Linked DNA regions of Oryctolagus cuniculus: region 1 is linked to region 2. The links are chromatin contacts, called in public Hi-C maps. All regions are on one chromosome and are shown on one strand. The core of a region is the stretch at or near the end of the contact, and the rest is flanking DNA. Distances in the headings are between cores, read along the strand shown.

Region 1 (6,301 bases), core at 3,575-6,074, 140 kb before region 2:
GCCTGCAGTGCTGCTGGTTCAAGTCCTGGATGCTCCACTTCCCATCTGGTTCTCTGCTATGGCCTGGGAAAGCAGTAGAAGATGGCCCTAGTGCTTGAGCCCCTGCACCCATGTGGGAGACCCAGAGGAAGCTCCTGGCTCCTGGCTCCAGATCTGCGCAACTCTGGCCATTGTGGCCACCTAGGGAGTGAATCAGCGGGTGGAAGATTGATCTCTCTCTCTCTCTCTGCCTCTGCCTCTCTGTAGCTCTATCTTTCAAATAAATAAATATGTCTTTCTTTTAAGAAGGAAGGGAGGGAAGGAGGGAGGGAGGGAGACAATGAGATGTAATGAAAATTAAACTGTGATATGAAAATTTATGCAAGTATGAGTCCAGAGATGGAAGTGAATCCTCTCAAGTGTATAAGGATGTCAGGGAAGACACATGTCTGAAATGAATAAGGCCGCATGTGTCAAGTGTTTGAGTATGTGCTGTGGCAATAAAAATTACAAAAGATAGTAAAAGGCTTACAATAACTATCATAGAAAACATAATCCTGTTGTACTTTTGGTTAACTACAGCAGATGTAAAAGTGTTTTAATGTCACAGAAAAGAAACATTATACAGAATGAAAAATCCCTTACTGGAAATGTTGAAAGCAAAGATGTTTCAGGTTTTTTTGCATTTTTGAATATTTGCATATATATATAATGAGATATCTAGACACAAAATTCATTTTGTATTTCTATACACATAGCCTAAAGGTATTTTTATACAATAATTTTAGTACACCTGCATTTTCACTGTAATCTATCACATGACATCAGAAATACAAAAGTTTCTACTTCTGGCATCAGGCTTAGGAAGCATTTTAAATTTCAGATTTTTCTGAGTAGGGATGGACAATTTACAACAGGATTGTTGTAGTAAGCCAATTATGTGGAATGTGTAATACATTTTCCTATATATTCTTATGATCTGGTATCTACTGATAATCTATAAAAAGCTCTGTAAGTTTCACAGTAATGATCGTTACCTGACATTGCTCCTTTAAACTGACTTGTCTAATTGTCATTACCCTAGAAGCAGGGCTTTCTCTTCTACTCAAGAAGACTCCAAAGGGCTCACCTGAAAACTGAACTTCTACATCTTTAATTTTTCTGTGTAAGAGGCTGTTCAGTATTTTAAAAATTAATCTGACAAGTGTAGAAAGTTATCTCCCCAGTTCTTTAGCACTGAAAATTTGGGGCTGCTCTGATAACCTTCACTTACCCAAAAGAAAAAAAGACTATCATATTTACTGACCAAACATGTCAGTTAGCCTTTTTAATTTCCCACTGTTGTTATATAAGGAAACTTCCCAAAAGACAACAAAATAAAAACAGGGGGTTCTCACATCCAGGATAACACATATATACTGGAAACCCCTAATCCCATTTTATTGCTCTGGCCTATTTTGTTTAATTCAAATTATATTTTATTTATTTTTGTCTTTCTAAGTAAAATAAAGACTGTCTTGGCAAACTTGTCTCTCTCTCAGTTATTTTTAGTCTGCGAAATGGGGATGGTACTATATTACATTTTAATCAAGAGACTTAAATGAAATAATATAAAGTACTTCCATGTAACATGCATTTAAAAATGTTGCTGTTTATTAAATTTCAATTTTAATTGAGGTATAATTTATGGCAACTATGATGAAGTTGTTATTGCTGTCATTTAAAAAAATTGATTAAGAAAGATCTTGGCATCAATCCATTCAAATATGTGTCTTCATGAAAATTCATCAGCATCAAATAAATAAGTTTTTCTTAGATCTGCCAGGTGCTCAGAGGTTGACCTTTGACGTTATCTGGAAATGATCTAGTTGACCCATCTTCTAATTCTCTAATTCTACTCTCCTTGGGAATAAAGTTTTTAAAATGGCCTGATTATTTTGACAAGAAAAAACAATTAAACTTGAAAACACATACTTTTAAAAGATGAGAATGAATATATTCATAAAATTTCCTTTGGGCCCTCAACATGGATTGAGCGCTGAAAAATTACATCTAGTATATTAAGTTTATCTGTGAGCAGAAAAATATACTTGAATAATAAAGACCCACCTGGGAAGCGTTGTTCCTTTGACATTATTGTCTCTGAAATTCTTCTCATACTGGGGCAGTTCAACAAATTCTATCAACCACTGAAGTGTATCCTCAAGGGTCCAATTATGAACTGCAAGAGGTACAAGAGGAGGGCATATTTTCAACACACCTGCTCTCTGAGTTTTTGCATATTTATATATATGTACACACATATATATGCATGTGTGCATATATCTATATCTATATATAATAACTTCAGAGAAAACAAAAGTGTCAGACTGCATTTTCAACTCAGTGTTATCAACAGTACTAAAATAGTACACAGTATTCTATGAGAAGCTAAAAACAATGAAAGACATCTTATGACCTTTAAAGCTTTATAGTCTGAAGCAGAAGAGGCAGATCAAAGTAATTGGAACAAATATTGGCAGGATTTGATTTTAAAATAAGCTCTATACAAAGACTGTGCAGGATGAAATACTCCATCATCTCCCTGGCTGTGGAACACTTACCAGATATATAGCTCTTCGCTCTATCCATGGAACACTCTAATACACCTTCTGAGTATCAGGTTCCATTCTAGGCACCGGGTGGAAGGCACTGAACGAGACAGACACTCCTTGCCCTTGCAGAACTTAAATTCCTTTGGGATCAAGATGGGGCGACTTACAACAGAAGGAAGAAGAGGAAGGAAATTTCAGATAGTGACGGGTTGTTAAGGAAGAAAGGAAAGATGTCAGGGTAAGCTTCTCTGAGGAGTTGACATCTGAACTGAGACCAAAAAACTGCAAGGTGCCATATTGTGAAGATCTGGGAGAAAAATCCTCCAATAAGAGGGGAAAGCTACTGCGAAAGAGAGATAACCAGAAAGTCTAAGAGGGGACAGGTCATGAGAGGCTTCCACAAACTCTGGCTATCTCCCCACTTCAGTGACAAGGAGGGGAATAAAATAATCTGTCTTTAAAACATCATTCTAGGGCTGGCTGTGGCACAGCGGGTAAAGCCGCCGCCTGCAGTACCGGCATCCCATATGGGTGCCCATTCGAGTCCCAGCTGCTCCACTTCTGATTCAGCTCTCTGCTATGGCCTGGGAAAGCAGAAGATGGCCCAAGTCCTAGGGCCCCTGCATCCGCATGGGAGACCCAGAAGAAACTCCTGGCTTCGGATCGGCGCAACTCCAGCTGTTGCAACCGATTGGGGAGTGAACCAGCAGGTAGAAGACTTACTTTCTCTCTCTCTCTCTCTTTCTCTCTCTCTCTCTCTCTGCCTCTCCTTCTTTCTCTGTGTAACTCTTTCAAATAAATAATTTTTTTAAATCATTCTTTGATATGGAGAATGCACTATACAGGGTAAGACTGGAAACAGGGACAAAGGAAACCATTCCTTTCCTAACTGTCCAGGCAAAAGAGGTTATAGAAAGAAGTGCAAAAAAAAAAAAAAAAAAAAAAAGTGCATAGGGACTTAGACTCTGGTGGGAAGAGAGAAGACAGTGACAATCAGTCACATGCAGGATATATTCTGGGGATAAGGCTGATAAGATAAGCTGATAAAACGGACAGGGGTTGGTAGCTAGTGGAAAGCCGAAAGCACTAAGAGTGGTGTCATTAACTGAAGTAGGAAAGGATATGGAGAGGAATAGATTTGGGGCGGCAAGTAAGGGCAGGTGATGGCAACCAAGAGCCAGCTTTAGACATGTTATGATTGAAGCATGTGTTAAACACCTAAGTATAGACAATACAGTAGCAGCCAGACGCACAGCCTGAAGCTCAGGGACAGAGATATTAATGGGGAGTCATCAGCATTGAGATGATCTTTAGGCAGAATGAGATCACTCTGAAGAGTGACTATAGCTATTAATAGACTTGAGGAGCTAGGATCTACATTATGAACAAAATCAGATCTAACATCTCTTCTGTTAGCTATTCTGAATTAAGTGCTTAAATGCATTTTCTTCTTCAAATTAAAAAAAAAAACACTAGAGTTGTTTACATGATTATCCACATATTGGAGATTAAAAACTGAGAAATTAATGGGATTAGGGGAGTAAGTGGGAATGAAGTTGAACTCAGTGAAATTAATTACACAACCTGACTCTACATTACTCTAAGAGCAAGAATACTAAATAACAGTGAAGATATAAACAAGCCGTTAAAATACTAGAAGCAATTCAGAGGTTTCTGTGTGTAGAATATGAAGGGCAAAGGCAAGCTTATCCAAAAGAAAGAATGCAAGTATGTTTTAAAAACAAAGAGTTCTATGTTATCTGCATTTAATTGGAGGATCTGGGAAAACAAAGTGCTTATCAATCATACAGGAGGTCAAGCCGAGAAAAGCAAACAAGCAACAAAAGCAGATCTGGGAATCCACAGAAAATCATGAATTCATCTGGCAAGCAAAGCTAGGGTCTCAGTAATGTCCTTTAGAGAAAAAGCCTAAGTTAAGTCAAAAACAATTTTAAAGAAACAATTAATTTTGCTTAAAAACTATGTGTGGTAATTGACGATTTTATATGAAGACAAAGTTTTCCCGGATCTTTTAATGTTCTCTCCTTAAAGCCTGGATACAGCCTGCGGCTGCTGTGTCCATTTGGCCAAACAACTGAGGACATCAGCCAAAAGTTCAAGCCCTCGGTGCTTTCCACTGAATTTAATGCATTCAAAGTAGCCCTTTTCCTCTTGGGTTTCTTCCTATTCAGGATGAACTGCATGGAGAACGGCCCCAGCTTGGCTGCCAAGAAACCCACAGCGCAGCTGCACCTCCCACACCCACACAGAAACCACGCCAAGAAAACAGGATGAGATTCCCTGCCATTCCCCTGACTGCTTAACAGTAACAGCCCCCAATCCAAACACTCTGGTACATCAGAGCAGGACCTCAATCCCAATGACACGGTAGAGAAAGGAAAACTCAAGTGAAAAAGAATACATACTTAAACTGCTCATATCCTCGGATTACTCTACCTAGCAAATAAAAAATGCTAGTGGTTCTGCAGTAGCTTTCTTCACAATGAATCTTTAAAACAACAGTTTCACACAGAACCCATGGTTTACTTTGTAGGAGGTTCACTTTTCCTTTTGCTGTCTGGTTTCTTTGGTGAAGCCAAGTAAATACCTTCACTTCTCATGATCAGCACTTGCGTTTTAAATTACTTTTCTCTGCTCCAAATATTCTGTCTTCAATTCTTAGGACAGATGACACTCTCTCCTTCCTAGGGACCTTGTACCCGCTTTCCTCGAATGAAATCTTTATTCTCTATCCTTTTGCCTGATCTTTACTATTTATTTTATTACACCTCCACGTCTCGGCTAACACTTTAATTCTACAGGGAGACTTTCCAAACATTGTTATATGACCAGAAATCACACTGCGCTTTTTATGTTTAGCATTTAAACAGCTGTTTACCTGTGTGATTATTCTTTCAACATCTGTTTACCTCACTAAGGTATACTGTCTTGCTCACTACTCTGTCCCCAGCAGTATGGTACACAGAAGGAATCAACCACAGTGTCTGCTTCCTTGTTGGATACTGCTGAATAAATGAAGAACATGTTTAAAATTGATAAGCATTGTTGAAATCTATTTTTCACTTCTTTATAAGGGGAATAAAATAAACAAATCAGGATTCTTCTAAATCACAAATCCTTGATTAAAAGAGTCACTCATTTAAAAGCTATCTGGTTCCTTATCACCCACCTGTCCTATGTCTTTTACAAGAGCTCTTGCTAAGCAACACTTCTACCAGAGGGCAGGCAGAGAAGGACATGGTATTCTTTTAAAACACAGAGCTACAGAAATGCCACTTCCTACCTTGTTAAATTATTCTTCCTGCTCGAGGTGGGTCAGTGGTACAGGCTGATGTCTCACAGTGATTTTTAACAATTTATTCCAAGACCAATGAAGAACTCTGGACTGGAAAGAAACCTGATTATATTCCTAAGTGTGCCACTGATTCGTGGTGACAACATAGCTATGGCTCAGCTTCTTCCCATACGTACAAAATAATGCCACTGAGCTAGACAATCTTTAAAATTCATTCAAATTCTGTTTCTAAGATTATTATAAAGCAACAGAGCTAATTGTGTGCAGAAAGCTAAGCTGCCTCTTGCAATGTAGGCATTCCATACTGGAGTGACAGCATCCTGGCCACTCCACTTCTGATCCAGCTCCCTGGCTATGTGCTTGGGAAGGCAGTGGAAGATGGCCCAAGTGCTTGTATTCCTGCTACCCATGT
Region 2 (6,584 bases), core at 3,070-5,569:
GCTAATTATATAGTAAGGTAACAACGCTCACTGGGTAAATGTTAGGAACACAAAATGAGATAATTAAATCTTCCGCTTAAGACTTTTCCAATAACCATCATGCTAATTTGAGATGGTTCCATCTAAAATTAGGAAAGCCCACAACACAAATGTATTTACACTATTAGGTAAAGTGGTCCTTCCAAATGGTATTATACTTTGAATTAAGAATATTTAAAACTTTCATTGAGGTTTTTTTTTTTTTTTTTTTTTGACAGGCAGAGTGGACAGTGAGAGACAGACAGAAAGGTCTTCCTTTTTGCCGTTGGTTCACCCTCCAATGGCCGCCGCGGCCGGCGCGCTGCGGCCCGCGCACCGCACTGATCCGAAGGCAGGAGCCAGGTGCTTTCTCCTGGTCTCCCATGGGGTGCAGGGCCCATGCACTTGGGCCATCATCCACTGCACTCCCTGGCCACAACAGAGAGCTGGCCTGGAAGAGGGGCAACCGGGACAGAATCCGGCGCCCCGACCGGGACTAGAACCCGGTGTGCCGGCGCCGCAGGGTGAAGGATTAGCCTAGTGAGCCGCGGCGCCGGCCCTACATTGAGATTTTAATACTTACAAGAGCTATGCTTTAAAATATGCATTTTTATATTTTGAATAAGATACCAAATAAGTGAAATGCTATAGTTAAGATAAAACTTTTATATAGCTGCTCAAAAATCTTACTTCAATGACAAGAATGACAGAAGCAAGTATTTCCAGTTAAAATTTATTTTTAGAAATTATGAAACAATTACATGCAACAAGAAAAGTAATGCTTCAATTATTTTGTATAATTTATCACAATAAAATTTCATACAGTCACTTCCCCTTCATAAACTATTTCTCAGGGACCATCTCTGGATGAGATCAATCACTCCCCTCTAGGATCAATTCACTGGTTCTAAATTTGTTAGGCAAAAAAAAAAAAAAAGGAAAGTTTTCAATTATTAAATCACTGCTTAAGAATATAATCAGCAAGCTCAGTCACCAATCCCTAAAAAATATGTAATTTAAATCCTTACTACATAACATTACAAATACTGGGTCCACATGACCAAAAACAGTTACACATTGAATTCTGAAAAAGCAAAACAAAAGAAGGAAAAGAAAATACAATTCTACGTTCATTATGATGATGAATCTTTATTTCCACGTCTTGCTACCACTTTTCTCTATAAGAACACTTGGTTTGCTCAAATCTAAGCACAGGCAAAACACACTAAACCCCTAAAGAAAACCGCTGAGAGCCAAACTTTAGTGGAGAAGAATGTTTTCTACGTTTTTTATAAGGTGCAAACTTTTAGAAAGTTTCTAAAGTTAAGTATTTAAAATATAATCTGGAGAGAAAAATAGAAGAATGATTGTGGATGTCATTTTACAGAGCTCTTAAGAATTCTGACAGTTACATGGCAACCTTAATTAGGAGACACAGAGGACCGTTCTCTCAGAATTCTTTCAAGAATTTTCAATTTTCAAAAGTCACATGAGGCTTAGGTCTGTTATCACAGATGCTCTACTCCATCTATGACACTGCAGAATTTTCCCAAGTTTGGTCTACATTTCTGCTTTCTGAAGTGTACAACAGCACTAGTAAGTTATGGTCTGAGCTTAGCACAACGTTTACAAATTGAGCCATAAAAGCACTGTTCACACAAGCTTAATTGGAAAGGAGCCCTACAGAACCATATACTACAAGCAAAATTTTCAGGATATTCTAACTTCACTATGTATTTTCAATTTACCTTTTTCAAGATGCTGTGCTGCTGACTATATTTATGTAAACATCAAGGTTACTGCAATTTGTACACTGTGTAGTTTTATGACCTTACACTTTAAATAAAAGTTTTAATTTGTTAAAAAAAAAAGCAATGCTGCTGGAAGAGTAAGAGCATCAGAAGTAATCCCAGGTGGTGACGGTGGTGGTGGTGATGGTGGTGGTAACTCACTTTACAAACTACAGCATTCTCATGTGATCGATCACTTTAGATCCAGTGAGATTCATCCTTTTTCACAATACCATAAAACAGATAAATGTTAAAGCCTTAAAACAATGGAAATAGCTTAGCTTATTGAAGTTCTGAAATAGTATCAAATATATTTGTTAGTGGTCAATAAATACTAAATTTTGCAAATCATTGACCCTTCTACCAGTTATATTTTGATAAAGCCAATTATCTATTAATCAAAATTTTCTGCTAGAGAAATTAAGCCACAGTCCTAATGCTTCTAGAAGCCAAAATACTTCTGCTCCCCCTGCCCCCTACTCATGCATAAGGCATTAAACTTGCAGTTAAAGATCTCATCTCACCACTTTCCTGATAATCCCTATTTTTCATTATATTGTTATTTGCCACATTTTCTTTAGAAAAGAGTATCAAGCATACAGCTAACTAGCCAATCTATCTATCCTCCTACTCAAGTTACAATCTGCTCCTAATACTGATTTTACTGCAATTATTTTATCCAAATCTTCCAGTGATAGGTTTTGCTGTTTCAACTTCTTCAGTGGGGCTTTGACATGTTTCAAGGCAAAGTTAAATACACTGATGATTATGTTCTTACCCTACAACTTCCAATTGCTTGACCAAGTCTACCAACATCCGTCTACTTTCTAGAAGAATACTCTAGTCATGGAACCTAGACTATGGCACCTCTGCTCTAAGAATACGGCTCCAGAGTACTGCTCAGAGCAGCTGTTAACTTCCAGACGCCTGCTGGACTATCACTTTGGTTAATTAATGAAAATCATCTTGTTCCACTTTCTCCTTTATAATATTTCAATTAATGCAGAAAACCGGCAGATCTACTTTTAAAAATAATAACATACGACTCGTAAGAGGGGAAAAAACAATCAGCATTACTTTAGCTCCACTTCTTTTCCCAAAGAAATGATCTCAGGATCCTTACAGTATTACTTAAACCACAACAGATCTGTTGTACAAGACACTGGAAGGCTTTTGGAGGATACAGTCTTCTACTTAATCTTACCAAAACATGTTTGCAAGTTTTCAGTAATTGCCAGAACGTTCTATAGTCCAAAAGGTGCCGGTGCGGTGGATCAGAATCGTGCTGCTCATACACAGACCCCGAAGATCCTGCACTCACTCTACGCTGGGTGCATTTCTGGTCACCTGTGAGCTTTCCGCACCCCCTGTCACCAGGGATGCTCCCACCAGCAAAGACGTTCCATCATGTAGAGGGGCCTCCCTGCACCCCTCCACACGCACACACACTCGACCCAGACGTGTATGCACACAAACACGGGACCATGAATACCACTAGGTTTCATGGCTCTCAAAGAATCCTCCTGAGCAGCCTCCCCTGGGACGCTGTGCTCCGAGGGCTCGGAACGGCTGAGACTCGCCGCCCGCTGCCTTTGCAAAAGCAGCAACCAGAGGCAGACTCACTACCGCATTGCTGCTGCTGCTGCTGCTGCTGCTGCTGACTTTTCTAGCAGCGTCCGGGGGACAACAATCAGCCCCGTCTCCTGCAGACCCTGATGGCTCTGCTGCAGCACGAAAGAGAAACCGCCGCAGTGCTCAGATCGGAAGACCAGGGAGCCCGACTGAAGGGCGGGGAAGCCCGGCGCCGCGGAGAGCCCAGGTCGAGGGCGGGGTGTCCGTCCGGGTAGAAAGGGAAGGCGTCCGGAGCGCAGGGGACCGCGACCGCGCAGCGGCCGTCCGACAGCGCCTGCCGGCCGGGACGCGGACCCTTCCCGGAGTGGGGGGTGGGGGTCCCGGGCCGCGCACGCCGCCCCCCAGGCCCTCACCTGTCATGAGCGCCGGGCTCTCGCCCGCCGCCGCAGAGGAAGAGGAGGCTCCTGCCCCGGCAGAGCCCGACGCCCGCCGCCCGCGGAGGTGCCTCGGCCCCAGCTCGCATCCGTCCGCCGCTCCGGCCACCAGCAGCCCGAGCAAGAGCAGCGCAGCCCAGCGCCGCCGCCGCCGCAGCCAGCCCGAGGCCGAGCCGGGAGTCGCGGCGGGATGAGGGCGCGGAAGAGGAGCGGCCGCCCCGACCGCCGGCCACTCGCCCGCTCCGTGAGGCGCCGCCGCCGGCGACTCCTCGGGCCGCCCCCGCTGCGGGCTCCTGCCGGGCGCCAGCCTGGTCCCCTCGGCACCGGCGGCCTCTGGAGCTCGGGTCCCAGCTACGTTCATTGGTTCCGGTTATTTAAAAAAAAAAAAAAAAAAAGGTGGGGGGCAGAAAGGTACGGCGTCTTCAGGCCGTGCGCGACACCGGCGCTGCTGCCGCGGCGACACCGAGATCCGCTGCTCTGGCGCCGCCAAACCCCGGCTCCAGCGCCCGCGCCGCCGCCGCCGCCGCCGCCGCCGCCGCGGCGCATCCCCCCGCCCCCTCCGGCCCGCGCTCGCCGTAGTACCACGCTCGGCCGGGACGCCTCCCTCCCCTCACACATTCGCTCGCATACCAATCCCCCGCCTCCCTCGGCGCCGCCACGGCGCAGGCGCGGCGCTGCAGCGCGGCGCGTGCGCGGCGCCAGCCCCGCCCCCAGGGGGGCGTTCCCGGACAGGCGGGCGCGCCCCGGGCTGGTTTCTATAACGCTTCGAGGAAGCGCCGGGGCAGGGGCGACTGGGGAGGAGGAGGCCATGTCCCCCTGCCCTCTCCTCGCCTCGACGCGATCAGGGGTGGGAGGGCAGCGAGGGGGCGGGGAGTCGAGTCGGGACTTCCCAGATCCTCGGGACGCGTCACGTCCTTGTAGACGGCTGCAAACAGTGCGTGGGTCCGGGGACTGTTGTCGTCGGAAACAGCGGCGTCTCCAGAGTTTCAGTCTAGTTGGGGGTTACCAGTGGCTGTGAAGACGTGGAGGCTTATGTACTTGCCCAGTATTTAACAGGGCGCTTGCTGCGGGCCAGTATGCCAGGCTTTAACTAAGCAGGTGGCAGACCTACGCATCGTAGCTCTGGGATCCGGGTGACTCTCCCCATTCTACAAGAGGAAAGGAACACAGATGTTCAGGAACTTGTCCCCAGGGCCCCACCGCCAATAAACCGGGAGACGGCCCACATCTAGTAGCCGCTGGATGGAGATGGTGAAGACCTGAAGCCATCGTCACCTCCCCAACCCTGAGTCTTGGCTGTTCTGAACCCACTGCCAGGAGGAGGTTGGTGCAGACGCGGCTTAGGGTTGCTTGCCTGGGATGAAAGTTCCGTGAACCAGGTCTTTGTGCTGCAGGTCCTGCCTATTTGGTTTGAAGTAGATAGAACCAGCACCATTCTCAGGCAAACTTGTTGCCAACACATTTTTCAGGCCACCTCCTTCGAAATATAGAAAGTGTTGAGTATACGCTCACTGTAAATTTAAAGCCCTGTGAATTAACACACAGCTTAGATTTGCAGATAAGATCCCTAACACAACGTTCTGTTTGCTTTTGCGTTTTGGTGTCACTTTGCAGATTGGTTTTGGGTTTTTGGTTTTTTTGTTTGTTTGTTTGTTTGTTTGATCATTTGCTTTCTGAAGTCAAGAAGATACTCCGATTACACAATCTAAAGAATTTCTTAGACAACCTAGCCAAAGTAGCCATGAATATTGTTCATTGTGGAAAAGCAGATGGACGTTTCAGAAGAGAGTCCGGAATCTCTGAGGCTAATCAATCTATCAACACTCATTTCTTGCTTCTTGGGGGCACGGGTTGCTTCTTGGTTGGCAACAGGGAGATTCTGTTTCCTCTGCTGAAAGGCACAGCAATGAAGTCACACATTTGCTGAATGCCAGGAGAAGGTAATTCTGCAAGGGGACTAGAAAAATATAAAGAAAATAGGAGGCTTGTTCCCTGCTCTGCAGGAGGCATGATTCATTCAACACTTAGCCCCTAGTATGTGCCAGGCAGGGTAATAGGTGATGGAAATTCAACACAGAAGAGACACTTGAAAAAGTCAGTTAAATCAGCTCTCAGGGATACAGACAGCCAGCCTAGGGCTCTCACAATCTTGCTTAGGAGATAAAATTTACACCCATTAAACAATTAGAGGCTAGCACTCATACAAGCCAGTAGTTAATCAGTTGCTAAATTGAGTAGTACTAAGTGTGTTACAGCGATAACAATATAAAGCCACGAGCAAGCCACGAGCAAATTAGTAAGTCAACAGGGCCAAGCTTCTTTAAACAAAGATGATACAGTATCTTCTCTTCTTTTTTAAAGACACTGAGAGTGTTGGCGCTGAAAGGGTACTGGATTTTGAGTGGTGTTTACCCCTGTCTCTACTACAGCCAGCAAGGAGTTGGGAATCAGCAAGAGCCAGATCCCTCTCAGCGAAGCCAGGGGCCAAGAATAAATTCTGCACCTTACATCATCTCTGTCACCGGTCGGGAAGATTACCACTGTTAAACGAGCTAACAGAATGTACCTTCTTGCTGCACGGAGATGCAGTGTCACCGGCCTCGCAGCATAAACCTAAGTGCAAGAGACGAGTCCGCCTCTTTGGAGGAAAAGCCCGTGCCGGAATTACAAGCGCTCCCATCTGCAAGCCTAGCAAAACCAGGCTCAGGTGAGGCAATTGCTTCCCTTTCGTCTCGGGTTTCAGTCTTTGCTGTCCCTTCCGTTTCCCTCG

The links. Hi-C and Micro-C count contacts between places; a contact is called where the count stands out from the background.
Region 1: a Hi-C map of skin fibroblasts shows a contact between it and region 2, with 2.3 times the contacts expected there. The contact joins the enhancer-like site here to the promoter of STIM2 in region 2. A contact is called at or near these places in 3 of 6 Hi-C or Micro-C datasets (psoas muscle, skin fibroblasts and an unstated tissue).

The regions. Positions count from the first base shown.
Region 1 is chr2:21,930,179-21,936,479 of mOryCun1.1, reverse strand. It overlaps STIM2 (stromal interaction molecule 2), which reads right to left. Exons shown (of 12, transcript XM_008274823.4): 4 at 2,089-2,200. Among named protein-coding and RNA genes, the nearest start is that of STIM2, 140 kb to the right of the region's middle. Within about 2 kb of position 4,824, at least 3 of the 8 cell types and tissues checked have an H3K27ac peak or open chromatin away from gene starts, as enhancers often do.
Region 2 is chr2:21,790,864-21,797,447 of mOryCun1.1, reverse strand. It overlaps STIM2 (stromal interaction molecule 2), which reads right to left and starts at 4,319. Exons shown (of 12, transcript XM_008274823.4): 1 at 3,794-4,319. The coding sequence starts at 4,175.